2 separate regions of the Sus scrofa genome follow, and region 2 is linked to region 1. The links are chromatin contacts, called in public Hi-C maps. All regions are on one chromosome and are shown on one strand. Each heading gives the region's core, a stretch centred on a gene start, on an enhancer-like site or on the middle of the called end of the contact. The rest is flanking DNA. Distances are from core to core; before and after follow the strand shown.

What was found. Hi-C and Micro-C count contacts between places; a contact is called where the count stands out from the background.
Region 2: a contact with region 1 is called in a Hi-C map of liver, with 1.8 times the contacts expected there. The contact joins the promoter of C4H8orf76 here to the promoter of ZHX1 in region 1. A contact is called at or near these places in 1 of 5 promoter capture datasets (liver), 10 of 47 Hi-C or Micro-C datasets (adipocytes, alveolar macrophages, embryonic fibroblasts and 4 more) and 2 of 2 datasets of contacts at active chromatin or transcription factors (alveolar macrophages and skeletal muscle).

What each region holds. Positions count from the first base shown.
Region 1 is chr4:16,096,060-16,102,959 of Sscrofa11.1, reverse strand. It overlaps ZHX1 (zinc fingers and homeoboxes protein 1), which reads right to left and starts at 2,180. Exons shown (of 4, transcript XM_013996503.2): 1 at 1,769-2,180.
Region 2 is chr4:16,133,402-16,140,449 of Sscrofa11.1, reverse strand. It overlaps C4H8orf76, which reads right to left and starts at 3,272. Exons shown (of 6, transcript XM_013996506.2): 1 at 3,118-3,272; 2 at 822-917; 3 at 1-166. The coding sequence starts at 3,234. It overlaps ZHX1 (zinc fingers and homeoboxes protein 1), which reads right to left. Exons shown (of 4, transcript XM_013996503.2): 4 at 6,228-7,048.

The DNA.
Region 1 (6,900 bases), core at 931-3,430:
TACAGCATTATTGTTCTTGGCAGCTCTCACATTTCTTTTGCTTAAAAATCAAGAGTCAGAATTGCTACTTAAGAAATTGTTTAAAAAGCTATCGATATTCTAGGGCCAATATCCCTGTTAAAACCAAATCTGCTCATCCTCACTGCTGGCATAAAAAACAAACGACTTTTTCAGGATAATTTTTTAGAAGCAGGGATAATTCACGTAGCACCATATAACACAAGTTAAAGCTTCCAGACAAAGGCTGAGAAACAAGGACCAAGATCAGCAAATCTTAAGGTTAATTCATGTAGGTCATGTACACACATACACTCCAACCCAGTGAATAGTCACAATTCCTGGGAGAAAGCTGCTTCTTCCTCCCTAACTGTGAACCACTCTATTTCCCAATCTTGTGATTTTCCCTTTTCTGCCCTCCTCTTACTCTCCAAGACAATTGCATCTTCCTTTCAAGTTACATGGAATCCCAACCTAATCACATTATAAATTCTCAGTTACCTTTCCTGACATTTCCCCCCACCCCCCGCAAAGATTAGCCTCTTCGCACGTTTTTCTTTAGAGCTGGGGTGAAATGATAGAAAAGCGCTGTGGAATTCCCGCTCTTCCCAGTCTCTTCCCCCATCCCTCCTCTATCCATCCCCTTTCCCGCTTCCTAATTCTTCTACCCCAGGGCCAGGGAGCTTGATCCTAAACTAAGGATATCAAAGGGAACCTTTTTTTTCTCCCGGGTTTTGCATTTTCTTTGCTGTTACCCACGGAGGGGAGAGCTGGGATGTCGAATTGAAACAAAGAATTTCAAGTCCCTTTCCCTAGAACTTTGGAGTAAACACACACACGGAAAGGGCATCAGCCAGGGCTCTTCTTTCCTACCATGAGACCCCCTTCCTCTCACAGCTCCCTCCTAGCCCTTCACTCCTCGGAAAGATCTGGAAACCGTTCCCTTTAGGCCCTAAGGCTTGGAGCGGTCCCCAGTCAGCCTCCTCATCTTCCTCCTTAAAGGGACAGATAATATTTACATTTTCTTGAATCAACTTCTCCCAAAGTTCCAGGGCTTCTTCAAAACCTTATATAGTTCTTAAGGTCTCAACTCTGAGACTCGCCCCGAAATGGGTGCCCAGCCTCTCCTGAAGTGGAGGTACAGCCTTTCCCAGACGGGTTTCTCCGAGCTCCAACCGCAATGCCAGTGCGCTCAGCTCCAGCAAGAGATGACTCCCCAGACTCTCAGGGAGACCGAGTCCCCACGAGGCCACACGCCCCCGCAGGGCAGGGCCCGGCTCCCGATCTCCTCCCCAGGGACCCTCGACATTGCTGGTGCGCTCCGTCCCTGCGGCCCCCGCCCCCCCCCTTCTAAGGGAGACCCGGTCCTCACTCCCTTCAATAATCTCAAGTTGCTCGGTCCTCTCGTAGCCGCGGGGGAGGAGAGGGGTGCTGAGATTTCCCCGTACAAGCCCACCCTCAGCCCCTTCCGCGGCCGCAGAGACCCGAGAACGCAAAAGAGGCTCAGGGTCTGTCCCCCGTCGGCGATCCGGCCCAGGCAGGCCAGGTCCCTCCCCCTCGGAAGCCCCGAGCCGGTCAGCCTGGCCACTCGCGGCGCGGAGCGCGCTCAGCCCCCCGGGGTCTCTGCCCTCGGGCCGCCCTCGTCCAACCAGCCCGCGCGCCGCGCGCCTTCCCGGCCCGCCGCACTGGCCGCGGGCTCTGCGCCGCGGGTTCCTACCCGCAGCCCCGGATGCCCGGGGCCGCTCGTCGCGAAGCCCGCTCGCACCGCTACCTGCAGGGGCCGCCGCGCCTCTCAGCGCCCCGCCGCCGCCATCTTGCATTTCAAACCGGCTGCACTTTTCAAGGAGTCAACTCTGACCTGTGAACCCTACACCCGGAACCGCTCGGCGGTCCGGCTCACGGCTTCAGCAGATCCGCAGACTCGGTGGAACGTAAAGTCTGGGGTGGGGGTGCTAGGCCAGGCGCGCGCCCCAGCGGCCGACCCGGGGCGAGAGCGGGGGAGGGGAAGAGCCGGCCGAGGCGGGGCCCTCCCGCGCGCGCGCGCCCTCCGCGCGCCCCCACCCCGCTCTGCGCCACGCTTTCCACTCGCAGACCCTGCTTCTCCCCTGGGGTTCGACCCTGGCCTCCACCCCCGGATTGGCGCAGGGCGAGAGGTAGGGGGCCGCCCCGCCCCTCTGTCAACAGAAGCCCCGCCTTTTCCAAGTCTCGAAGCGGCCACGCCCCTTGCTGGTGTTAGCTCCGCCCGCTATCGGTAGAAGCCTTTTCTTCACTCAGGTCAATCCAGAAGGCAGCCCCGCCTTCTGTCAGTTGTGGCCCCGCCCCCGGGCGCTCCTTCTTCCTAAAGTCACCGCTGGATCCTGAGAAACGCCCCTTGTCATAAGTCCCATTTGGTGGCAGTACTGTCCAAGCCCGCCCCTTTCGTCGGGAGCCCCTCCTACTGTCAATAGAAGTCGGGTCTTTCTGAAACCCTTCGGGATTCTAGCCCGAAGCTCCACCCCCTGTCAGCTGCTGCCCTGCCACCTCTTGCCTCCAACTCCAACATCAAAAGCCGTCCCTCCACCCGCTGATACCAAAAGTTCGATCCAACCTCACTTTGAACCGCGGGGCAAGACGGAGCCACCCTTTGCTCCCCGAAAGCCCTCCCTCTCCCCCTCACGAGTCACTCTTGTGGGGGGCTTTCTTTTCAAGCCGTGGTCGTCAAATACTGAACAGCTTCAATGCGAACCAGCCCTGCAAAGGAGGCCGGCTAAGGACCCAGGCTTTGGGAAAAACTACCCTCCCCATTTCTCTTCGTCCCTTCTCCCCTCCCCACATCATTTTTTACAAGGAAAAAAGTACAGACCAAAGCAAAGGGAAACAAATCACCTTCCAGGCTACTCTTCACAGAATCTCCGGCCAGGACCTGTGGGAACTTTCCGGCGCCTTGATGTTCGTTCCCCGCCCCCACCCCGGGCATGGACCCTCTGCGCTTTAACAGCAGCGCTCCACTGAGCCACATTAATCCTAAAACATGCAGTTGCTTAAAGTGAAAGCCTGATGGTTGAAATCAGTGCACATCGGCTTCTTTTATTTGTTTGTTTTATCTTAGAATACTAGAACTTGTGGAAGCAGAAGCAAGCAAAGCTTAATCTTGCAAACATAGGTGCTCAGTCCTGCCATGCTCAACACTCTGTGTATACAACAAAACTTTAACACCACTTTAACTCTCCTGGAATTAAATTCATTGATAATGTAAACTATCTACAAGAAACTACTGTAATGTTCTGATAACATAAAGGTGAAATAAGTGAAAGTAACTTATTCTAAAATATTAAACTAATATCAAAAATACTAATAAAATACATTTTCCACTATGGAAAAACTCTGGCACCAATATAATTACAGTCCAAAACAGCCCCAACAAAATTTCAGCACGCCCCCTAGGGGGCAGTACTGTGCCCACTGAAAACTGCCTAAGATTTATCTCTGAGGAAAGGAAAAGCTTCTGATACAGAAATTCACTTTTTTTGTTCATGCCTTTAACGACTAGGTTTTTGAGCATAAGTGAATTCCAGGTACTGTGGAAGATTCAAAGCTGAGTCAGGCAATATTTCTGTCTTCAAGGAGATTACAGTCTAGTAACCAAGCAAAAAAACATGAGCATGAAAACATCAAGCCGGGGAGTTTCCACTGTGGCTCAAAGGATTACCAACCCGGCTAGTATCCATGAGGATGTGGGGTCGATCCTGGCCTCGTCTCAGTGAGTTAAGGATTCAACGTTGCTATGAGCTGTGGTGTAGGTCGCAGATGCATTCCTATCCCAAGTTGTTGTGGCTGTGGGTAGACCAGCAGCTGTAGCTCTAATGGGACCCCTAGCCTGGGAATTTCATATGCAGCAGGTGCGGCCCTTAAAAAATAAAAATCAAGCAAGGTGAGCAGTCAGAAAGATCAAGGATAGCTAGAGACCCTTTTAAGGGTATGGACTAATGAATATGAGTCTCACTTTCCTCTCTCTCTCCTTTTCTCTTCCTCTCTCATCTCTCCCTTCCTTCCTTTCTTCCTCCCTCCCTCCCTTTTTTTCCTTTTCTCCCACCCATCCTCCTCCTCTTCTTTAGCATCAGTTTATAGTCACCTCCTCTTCTCTTTAAGCTGTCTGCCTGGTTCACTGCCCAATGCCAGCAGCTCAGAGTCCTCCCACTTTAGGGCCATGTCCAGAGGGCAATTCTGTCCAGGAAAACAATTTCAATAGCTCAGTGCTGAGAACAGTGTCCTTAGCTGAATAGCTGCCAATTATTTGGTATCCTTGTACAAAGCAAGAGTGTTATCACTACTCAAAAAAAAAAAAAAGTGGTTGCAGACCTAAGCAATATGAATATATGTTTAGCATAGCAGATTGTGCCAGCCCACATAAATCTGTTTAGAGATCATGTTCACAGAGTAACTTGTTTTTATTAAAATAAACTCATTTGTAAAAATTGTAAATATGACTGATTTCAACAGCTGTGTGGCTCTAGAAGTAAGTTTTTACCCACGGATTGGCACAATTAGAAGAGTCTAGATTTTTTTTTTATGCATATGTTTTGTGATTTGTCATACACAGTCTGGTATGGAAAAACTTGAGTACTGTTAGAGATGAGAAGTTGTCCAGCAGGTTTTCAAAAGCAAAGAATTTTTGCTATTCAGAGCCTCTTCCACCCTTGGAACAGTGAAAAAAATATATTTGTAGGAAATAAAGAGCTTTGAATCAAAGGTTCTAAGCCCTGGTGTCATCTGAAGAGGAATAGACTTCCAATACCACTTTTTGAAGTAGTTTCCTTCTGTTATTATTTTTCCTTTTTCTACTTTTGGTGAAAAAGTCTTCTAAAAACATGAGACCATGAAACACATTGGCCAAAAAGACATCAAACTAAGATACTTTACACTTTTAACTAGAGATCAGTGAACTTGAGAATTTAGCCCTTGTAAAATACTCCCACAATTCTAATGGCTATTTCAGAAGGTGAACAAAAATGTTCCTGCTTAAAGCTAGTCCAGACTGAACAAACTTTCAAAGTCAGTTTAGGTCATTTCCTATTCCTCTTAGTGGCTGCTTTGTGAAAATAATAATGCCATGGATAACAACAGTAAAAAAAATTAATATTTTCATAAATGCCCCTCCCACTCCACCCTCCCCTATTTCTGTATCTAGCATAAGTCTGTATATAAAGGACTAAGGATTATAGACACAAAACAAGAAAAACAGGAAAAATTGATTTCCCAGTATTTATTCAAGTAATAATATGTTGATACACTTAAAAAAAATCATGGTGTCATCTGGGTTGGTTCATTCATTGGTGAGTACTCTATTTCCACCATAAAGTTAGGGGCTATGTCAGCAGTACTTCTGAACAAAAAATGCACCTTTTTGGACCTAAAATCTTAGGATGCAACCCCATGGGATCACCCAGCTAGAAAGCAATACTAGAGTGAGAAAACACAATGCTTCCCTATGTTTTAAAGTCTTATCAGAGGAACTTTAATATGAATGAAAAGTATTGGGAAACTTTTTTAAAAAATGTAAATTCTCAGAGTTTCCGTCATAGCTCAGTGGTTAATGAACCCGACTAGTATCCCTGAGGGACTCAGGTTCGATCCCTGGCCTTGCTCAGTGGGTTAAGGATCCGGTGTTGCCATGAGCTTCGCTTTGGTCACAGACGTATCTCAGATTCGGCATTGCTGTGGCTGTGGCATTGGCCGGTGGCTACAGTTCTGATTCAGCCCCTAGCCTGGGATTCTCCATATGCCACAGGCGTGGCCCCAAAAAGACAGAAGACAAAAAAAATTTTTTTTTTAATTCTCATGAGTTCCCTTGTAGGACAGCAGGTTAAAGATCTGATGTTCTCACTGCAGAGACTTGGGTCGCTGCTGTGGCATGGGTTCCGATCCCCTGGCCCCAGAACTTCTGCATGCCACGAGTGCAGCCAAAAATAAATAAATAAATAAAATGTAAATTCTCTCACCTTGCTCCCCAGAAGGGTCTCACTCAGTGGGTCTGGGATGAGGTCATGAATCTGCATTTGACAGGCAGCTGATGACCCTATGAGAGTGACCTGTAGGCTTCACTTTGAGAAATATTGATCTAGAAAAATGCCTTCATTGGGAACTTACTGCATTCTTGTAAAACTAAGGGTTACAAGCTAGGTAAAAAGTCAATATCTCTAAGAAGAGATATCCATTCCTAGTATTATCAGACAGTTGAACACCAACCCTGAAAGCGAAGTTCTATTTCAGTTATCAAGAACTTTTGGACCCATTGCAAACTTCCATCCTCTGGGAAACCTCATCGCTCACTAAACTCTGGAAATTTTCTATCTTATTTATTTATTTATTTATTTTTCTTTTTACAGCCACACGAGCATCATATGGAAATTCTTGGGCTGGGGTCCAATCAGAGCTGCAGCTGCTAGCCTACACCACAGCCACAGCAATGCTGGATCCAAGCCACATCTGTGACCGACGTGTGCCACAGTTTCTGGCAATTCTGGATCCTTAACCCACTGAGCGAGGCCAGGGATCAAACCGGCACCCTCATGGACACTGTGTTGGGTTCTTAACATGCTGAGCCACAACAGGAACTCCTGGACACTTCAGATGTATGATCTCATTTTACTTTCCTGGTGTCTCTGTGAAGTAGTTGGTATTGTTTGCAGTTAACATAATGAGGAAGCTGAGGTTTGAAGTTAACCTGCCCAATCAGTTGCCCAGAAACCTGTGGCAAAAACTGGGTTTTGAATTCACCCAGACCAATTCTACAATCTAATGAAGATGCTACACTTGCAGTGTCTCAGAAAGAAGATATGGATTGGCCAAGCTACAGGATGCACAGGATTCGAGAGCATTCACTGGTGTGGAAGTCAGATGGTCTTCTGTTCCCAGCCCAGACTC
Region 2 (7,048 bases), core at 2,023-4,522, 36 kb before region 1:
GAACAAGACACCGAGCCTGGCCTTCCTGGACATCCCTTTTCATGGCAAAATTCGTAGATGGCAGTTTTTCTGAGATACTGGAATATTCCTGCAGAGCTTTCTGGCAAATATTTGTTAAATAAAGGAAAAGGAGAGAAGAGGTGAAAAGAAAGGAAGAAAAGAAAGGCTAGAAAAAAAGAATTCAGTTAGTGGGGTGAGGTGTTTTGTCTTTTTTAGACAAAAAGTAGTGTTATAACTGACCCTTCGAGGAACTAAAGTAAGACTTGAGTATTTCAGTCCATACTATTTTTCTAGAAGGTAGTCAAGAAATGGCTAAAGAATATAACTAAAGCATTCTGGAGCCCAAAAGACCAGGATTTGAATTTAGTTAGTGATTTACCACTAACCTGCTGTAAAACCTTTTCATCGGCAAAATAACAACAGGACTCTAGAGAGGATGATGTGAGGTCTACATAAAGTAACTGCTTGTTAGTTCATCCCTTTTCTTACACATTTTGGGGTGCTTTCCTCCTGTGGCCCCACAAGGTATCTGTACTAGAGACTCCCACGTAATGAGATACAGAAGCTGGAGAAATAGACCTACAAGGATCCTCACAAGCTCTCTATACTGGAGTTATAGGAAACAAAACAAATTATATACAGCCTTGTAGAAAAGGCCAGAAACTTGGGATTCTAAGATTACAAACACATGGCACAAAAGGTTAAACTTATCTTCACAAACAATACCCTCATAACTTAGTACGCTGTTATTTAAATATGCTGTAAGGGACAGAACAAGGGCCCGTTTCAAGTGGCACAATCTTCTCTGTGTTAAACTCTACCTGATACTCTTGCCGTCTGTAGGCCAGGTCCCCTTTGAATTTCTGGATGGTTAGAGCTTCCACATCATCACTGCTCCCTGAGTCTTCATAAAACCACTGGAAATTGTGAAAATAGCCTATTATAGAGAATGAAGCTCTGCTTTTACAGCCCACACTCAGAGGCAAGTTCCCATACATAACTAATTAAACCTCAAAAACAGGTCCTTCTTCAGGATAAGACTCTGGAAAACATCTGACAAAGAATGACAATTTTAACAGTGGCCCAGTTTATTAAAATTATCACAAGTAATAAATACACCAAAGCACAATACCTCAACTAAAAAAAGCGCAAAAGTTTATGGTTTTATCCATAGCATTTTTAACTTGGAGTCATGGTGCCTGGGAACCTACGTGAAACTAGCACAGTTCACAATGGTTCTTTGAGATGTTTTCCTGCAGAGAAATTTTTAGGATGGATGGAATGGGGATTGACAACTCTTTACGGAAAGGACACAAGAAAGGAGAATTGTTAATTTAGTGCCACTATGAAAGTGTAAAAGCCAAAAGTAGAATCTAAGGAGTTCCCTTGTGGCACAGCAGGTTAAGGACCTGGCACTGTCCCTGCAGTGGCTTGGGTTGCTGCTGTGGCTCAGGTTCATTTCCTGGCCCTGGAACTTCTACATCCTGGGACATGGCCAAAAAAAAAAAAAAAAAAAAAAAGAGTAAAATCTAAGCAAAGTGGAGACAGAAATTCAGGCTGAAAGGGGGCTTCTGTGCAATCAAACGCCAAAATACTATATGAGAAATGTCTCAGAAAATGCTCACTGGAATATTTTATTCACTTTTCTGATTTAAGCCCTACAGAAGTGAAGCTGAGTCCTGATGATTGCACAGAGAACGTTAGGATGAGAACAGGGATAATGGAAAGCACTCTGTGCGCCAGTTTTCCAGCCCCAAAGAAGTGTCTTATCCTCCCTTTTACTCACAGTAAAACACACTGAGGCTGACTGAAGGCTATGCCCAATTAGACGCTATTATATTCAAACATAACTGCATTTGTGACGGTTCCACCGTTAGGTCAAAATTTCTTGGTTCTATTCCCAAAAGAGTTGTATGGGTATGACTACCTCCTTAGTAATAGAGTTTCCGTCTCAGCCTGATCCATCACAGCGGGAGAAAGCTAGCCATCCCCAGTTCTCCCTGAAGCACTGTGTAACTCAACAACCTATACACTGAAGCCATGCTTTTCCTTTGTATTTTACTGCCCTCCAATCACACACTGTATCAGATTATGTGCCAATCCCAACCTCTGGAACTGCACAACTGCAAACCTCCATCCAGTTTTCACTATCCTACTGGGAAATAATCAAGCAAAACTGGCTTTCAGAGGCAAGAGTTCAGAAGGGGGTGGCTTTAAATATTCCATTCATCAGCTTTTCTAAGAGAGAAAAGCTGTGAACAAGGATGAGCCTAAGAGGGGACATTCTGGATAAGGTAAACACCTGGTCCCACACAGAGAAGGCAGGGAAAACAAATCTAACCAATTCTAAAGACAATTATTTTTTGGATTTTACTTTATGAAGTATACAGCACACCATACCTAGCAAAGTATTACCTCATTCCACTCGCATAATAACTCTGTGAGCCGCAAATACCTTTTTTTTTTTTTTTTTTTTTTTGGCCCGGCCCTTGGTGTGTGGAAGTTCCCGGACCAGGGAGTGAACTTGTGCCACAAAAGTGACCCAAGCTGCTGCAATGTCAACACCGGATCCTGAGCCCGCTGTACCACAAGAGAACTCCCATCAAACACTATTTTTCTAAAATGACAAATAAGGAAATGACACCTTGAAGGGCAAATGGTAAGGCCAGTGCTGGAATTCAAGGGTCCAAGCTCACAGTCATGGCTTTTTAACGTGGTACCACAGGACTTTGAAAGCACTTTCCCTCCATGCTTTTAGTCTACAGGACAAGTACTTAAGGTCACGTGGAAAAACTGCATGTGGCAAGGAGGAAAAGTAAGTGAAATAAAACAAAAATACAATTCAGTAATTCCTGAGCGCCTGACATCTCTAAGTAAAGGATTTTAAGGAAAATAAGAGAACACATGTAAAGGAACCCAGCCCAGTGCCTGGAACATTCGCCGTGGGGGAAGGGATGGCAGGGAAGACCAGGTGGGCATAAGATAGCCCAGCTGTGGGGAGGGTTTGGGCTGGAGTTTGACAACGCGGGCGTGAGGCTTCCAAAGCCTGTCAGGCCGAGACCCGCGGAGTGCCGGGCTCAGGGGCTGGGGTGAGGCCGAGAGGCGGCGCTCTCTCACCTGCGGCTCGCAGCGCTTGGCGATGTAGGACGATGGCGGTCCAAGCTGCCGCTCCCGCCTCTCCTCGAACACAGAGTCCTCAAACTCGCCGCCGAGCAACCAGCACCCGGTCTCCATTGCGCCGCCAGGACTCACGCAACGAGAGGAGGCGGGGCCTAGAGCTGCGCCCACAAGCGAGCGGACGCAAAAGAGGCGGGGCCTCGGAGCCCAGAGCGTGGCATGCTGGGTCTTGTAGTCTTTAGGCGGGAGCCAGAAGGGGACTTGGCCCACCAGGTTGAGCTGAGATTTTTATCTGATTCATGGCTGGAACAGAACTTGACTTCTCTGCTTCAGGAGCTGGACAGGGTGATCCTTAGGTTCACGCATCAAAAAACACTGGCCTCAGGGCAGCTGTTTAAAATTGATACCTGCTGGGAATTCCCATCGTGGCTCAGCAGTAAGGATACCCAACTAGTATCCATGAGGATACAGGTTCAATCCCTGGCCTTGCTCACTGGGTCAAGCTGTGAGGTGTGGCGTAGTTTGCAGACACAGCTCGGATCCAGCTTTGCTGTGGCTGTGGCATAGGCCAGCAGTGGTAGCTCTGATTTGACCCCTAGCCTGGGAACCTCCATATGCCTCTGGTAAGGCCCTAAAAAGCAAAATAATAATAATGATAATAATAATAAATTAAAAATAAATTAAAAAACTGGTAGGTACCAGTTTTTCACTATTGATGACATTCCTGGAACTGTGTTAAGAACTTTTTTCTTCTCTTTTTTTTTGTGTTCTACTATATCCTTTTCTAACAATTTATGAAAGGCACAATGATTCCCACTTTGCAAATGAAAAATTGAGGCTTGGAGAGGTTAAGTTACTTGCTCAGGATCAATTATTATGTGGCTAAGGGCTGAAAGGAAAGAATTGAGTCAGTGTCCCCCCGTCACCACAGAAGAGGCACACTAATAATAAAGACCAGGGTACAGTACCTCACACATTTGTTAATAGAAAACATGAAGCTTTACTCTGGAGGCTCAATCAGGGAGCATTAATTCTTCTTGAAAACAAAAAAACCCACTAAATTCCAGAATTCTAACACCAACATTTACTAGAATTCTTATACTTTCAAGATGTTCCTGGAGTTCCTGTTCTGGCTCAGTGGTTAATGAAACCAACTAGCATCCATGAGGACGCAGGTTCGATCCCTGGCCTTGCTCAGTGGGTTAAGGACCTGGTGTTGCTGTGAGTTGTGGTGTAGGTCGCAGACAAAGCTCAGATCCTGAGTTGCTGTGGCTGTGGCATAGGCCGCTGGCTACAGCTCCGATTCAACCCCTCGTCTGGGAACCTACATACGCTGCCAGTGCGGCCCTAAAAGACTGAAATAAAATAAAATAAGATGTGGATGAAGATGAAAATCTAGAGAATGTATACATGTATGTGTGACTGGTCCACCTTGCTGTATGGTAGAAAATCGACAGAACACTGTAAACCAGCTATAATGGAAAAAATAAAAATCATTATAAATATAAAAAAATAAAAATTAAAAAAGAAGATAAAAATCTGTTTCTACAGAAAAAAAAAAAAAAGATTTGTATAGAGGGGTATGCTTGAGTTCCCCAAGGCATAGTAGATGTCACTCTCTCCACGCAGCCTGCCTTCCTCTTTCCTGTAATCCCCCCATGCTTCTATCCATTGTGACATTTACCACACTGTGGACTGTTGGAGATTGGAAGTGCTATCTTTTTTGCGCTTGCAAACTCAGCTCCCAGACAGGGCTTGGCCCAGAGCAGCTCAATCAATGCCCGTTGAATGGACAGACATGGCAAAAGGAGCAGATAGGAGTACTTCTCAGTTGTAAGTCACATGCTCATGTCCTATCTATGAGTGGAGGAGGGGAGAACCCAACATTTATTGAGTATTACATACTAGGTTATACTATGGGCACTGAATTAACTTTATTTTGATTAATTCTCACCATCTCTCTCTCTCTGAATTAGACATTATTATTCCCATTCAAAAGCTAAAGGCTCTGGTACTTTGCTGATTTCTCAGGAGAGGCTGTGGGGCTGGGAGGTGACAGGGAAGCCAAATGGACATATATGTGTATTCCACAGGATTTACAACCACTGGGATCTTTGCCCGGCCTTGGCTGGGAGCCCCTGAGTACATCGCTCTTGGGGGTGCTTCCAGGATATAGTACTGCTCTCACTATACTTAGAAATTACAGTCCTCCATGCCCCTCCCAGTACTGGACCCCTCTCAATTTCCACCTCCACCTCTCAAAGGCAGTCCCCTCCAGAAGACCAAAATACCATATTTGACCATAGACTTTAAACGAAGGTGGGAAGACTGGCTATCTTCAACGTGTTTCTGGAATTGCCCCAAAATACAGACCTTCTGTGAGGCAAGAGGAAGCCAGAGGAATTTCTTATCCATCCCTCAAGGATGGGTGTCTGGGGCGCTCCCACTGTGGTTCAGTGGGTTAAGAACCCCACACAGTGTCCATGACGATATGGGTTTGGTCCCTGGCCTTGCTCAGCAGGTTAAGGATCCGCCATGGCCTGGCTGTGGCATAGGTTGCAGATGTGGCTCAGATCCTGCCTTGCTGTGACAGTGGTGTAGGCCAGCAGCTGCAGCTCTGATTCAAACCCATATGCCACAGATGCAGCCCTAAAGAGAGAAAAAAAAAGATGGGTGTCTGAGGTTACTATTCCCGCCCTGCCACCCATCTTCCAAGGGAGATGGTAAAGGTGCTGTGCCAAAGCCTGATACCTTTCTAACTATGCACCCCTTAGCTAGGCAATCAAAGCCCTCTACAACCTGTTGCCAACCTAACCAATACTGGTTTTTTTTGTTTGTTTGTTTGTTTGTTTTTTTTTTTTGTCTTTTTGCTATTTCTTGGGCCGCTCCCGTGGCATATGGAGATTCCCAGGCTAGGGGTCCAATTGGAGCTGTAGCCACTGGCCTACGCCAGAGCCACAGCAACACGGGATCCGAGCCGCGTCTGCAACCTACACCACAGCTCACGGCAACGCCGGATCGTTAACCCACTGAGCAAGGGCAGGGATCGAACCCTCAACCTCATGGTTCCCAGTCGGATTCGTTAACCACTGCACCACGACGGGAACTCCTTTTTTTTTTTTTTTTGAAATTATTATTACTTTTAGTGTTTTAGTTTCTACAACTTTATTGAGGTATAATTGATGAACACAAACTTCGCAGATTGACAGTGACAAGTTTTGACCTAAGAATTCACCTACGCAAGTTTCCCCACAGTCAAGATGATGAACCTGTGCATCACCCCTGAAAGTTTTATTCCCACCTCCCTCTTCGCCATCCCCTTCACTGAATCCTTGCTCTTCAGCCAGGCTGGTTCTCTTCAGAATCAGCTTCCCATATTCTTCTCCCCAAGGCTTTCCCTCATCCTGCAACTTCCCTGCCTACCAGGTCACAGCTCACCATTTCCTTTGTTAGGAAAGCCCTTCCCGGAGCCCTCCATCTGGCTGACTCCCTGAAAGCCTTTCCTGATACCCTAGTCTGGACTATATGGCCCCTGTGTGGAGTCACATAGTGCCATGTGCTTCTCGTTAACAGGGCACTTCTCATCTCGAATAGCTCTTGTCCATGCTCGCTTTTTGGTCCATGCTCGCTTTCTGGCCCGTGCTCACTTGACCATCACTCCCAGGAACTGTGGGTTCACTATGCAGGGACTGGGTCATTCTGTCTCTGTGTAGCACCGAGCAGTGCCTGGCACCCAGTGGGCCTTCACTCCATGTTTGCTGAATGGATCATTCATGAGAGTATTTGCACAGAATCCTCTTCCTTCTACACGGTCCCTCTTCCTCTAAGCCAACACTTGGTCCACAGCATTCATTTCTGCATCCTGTGCAGAATCCAAATGTATTCATGAGAGCCTGCTCTGTGCCAGGTGCTGAGGAGACCACTCATGGCC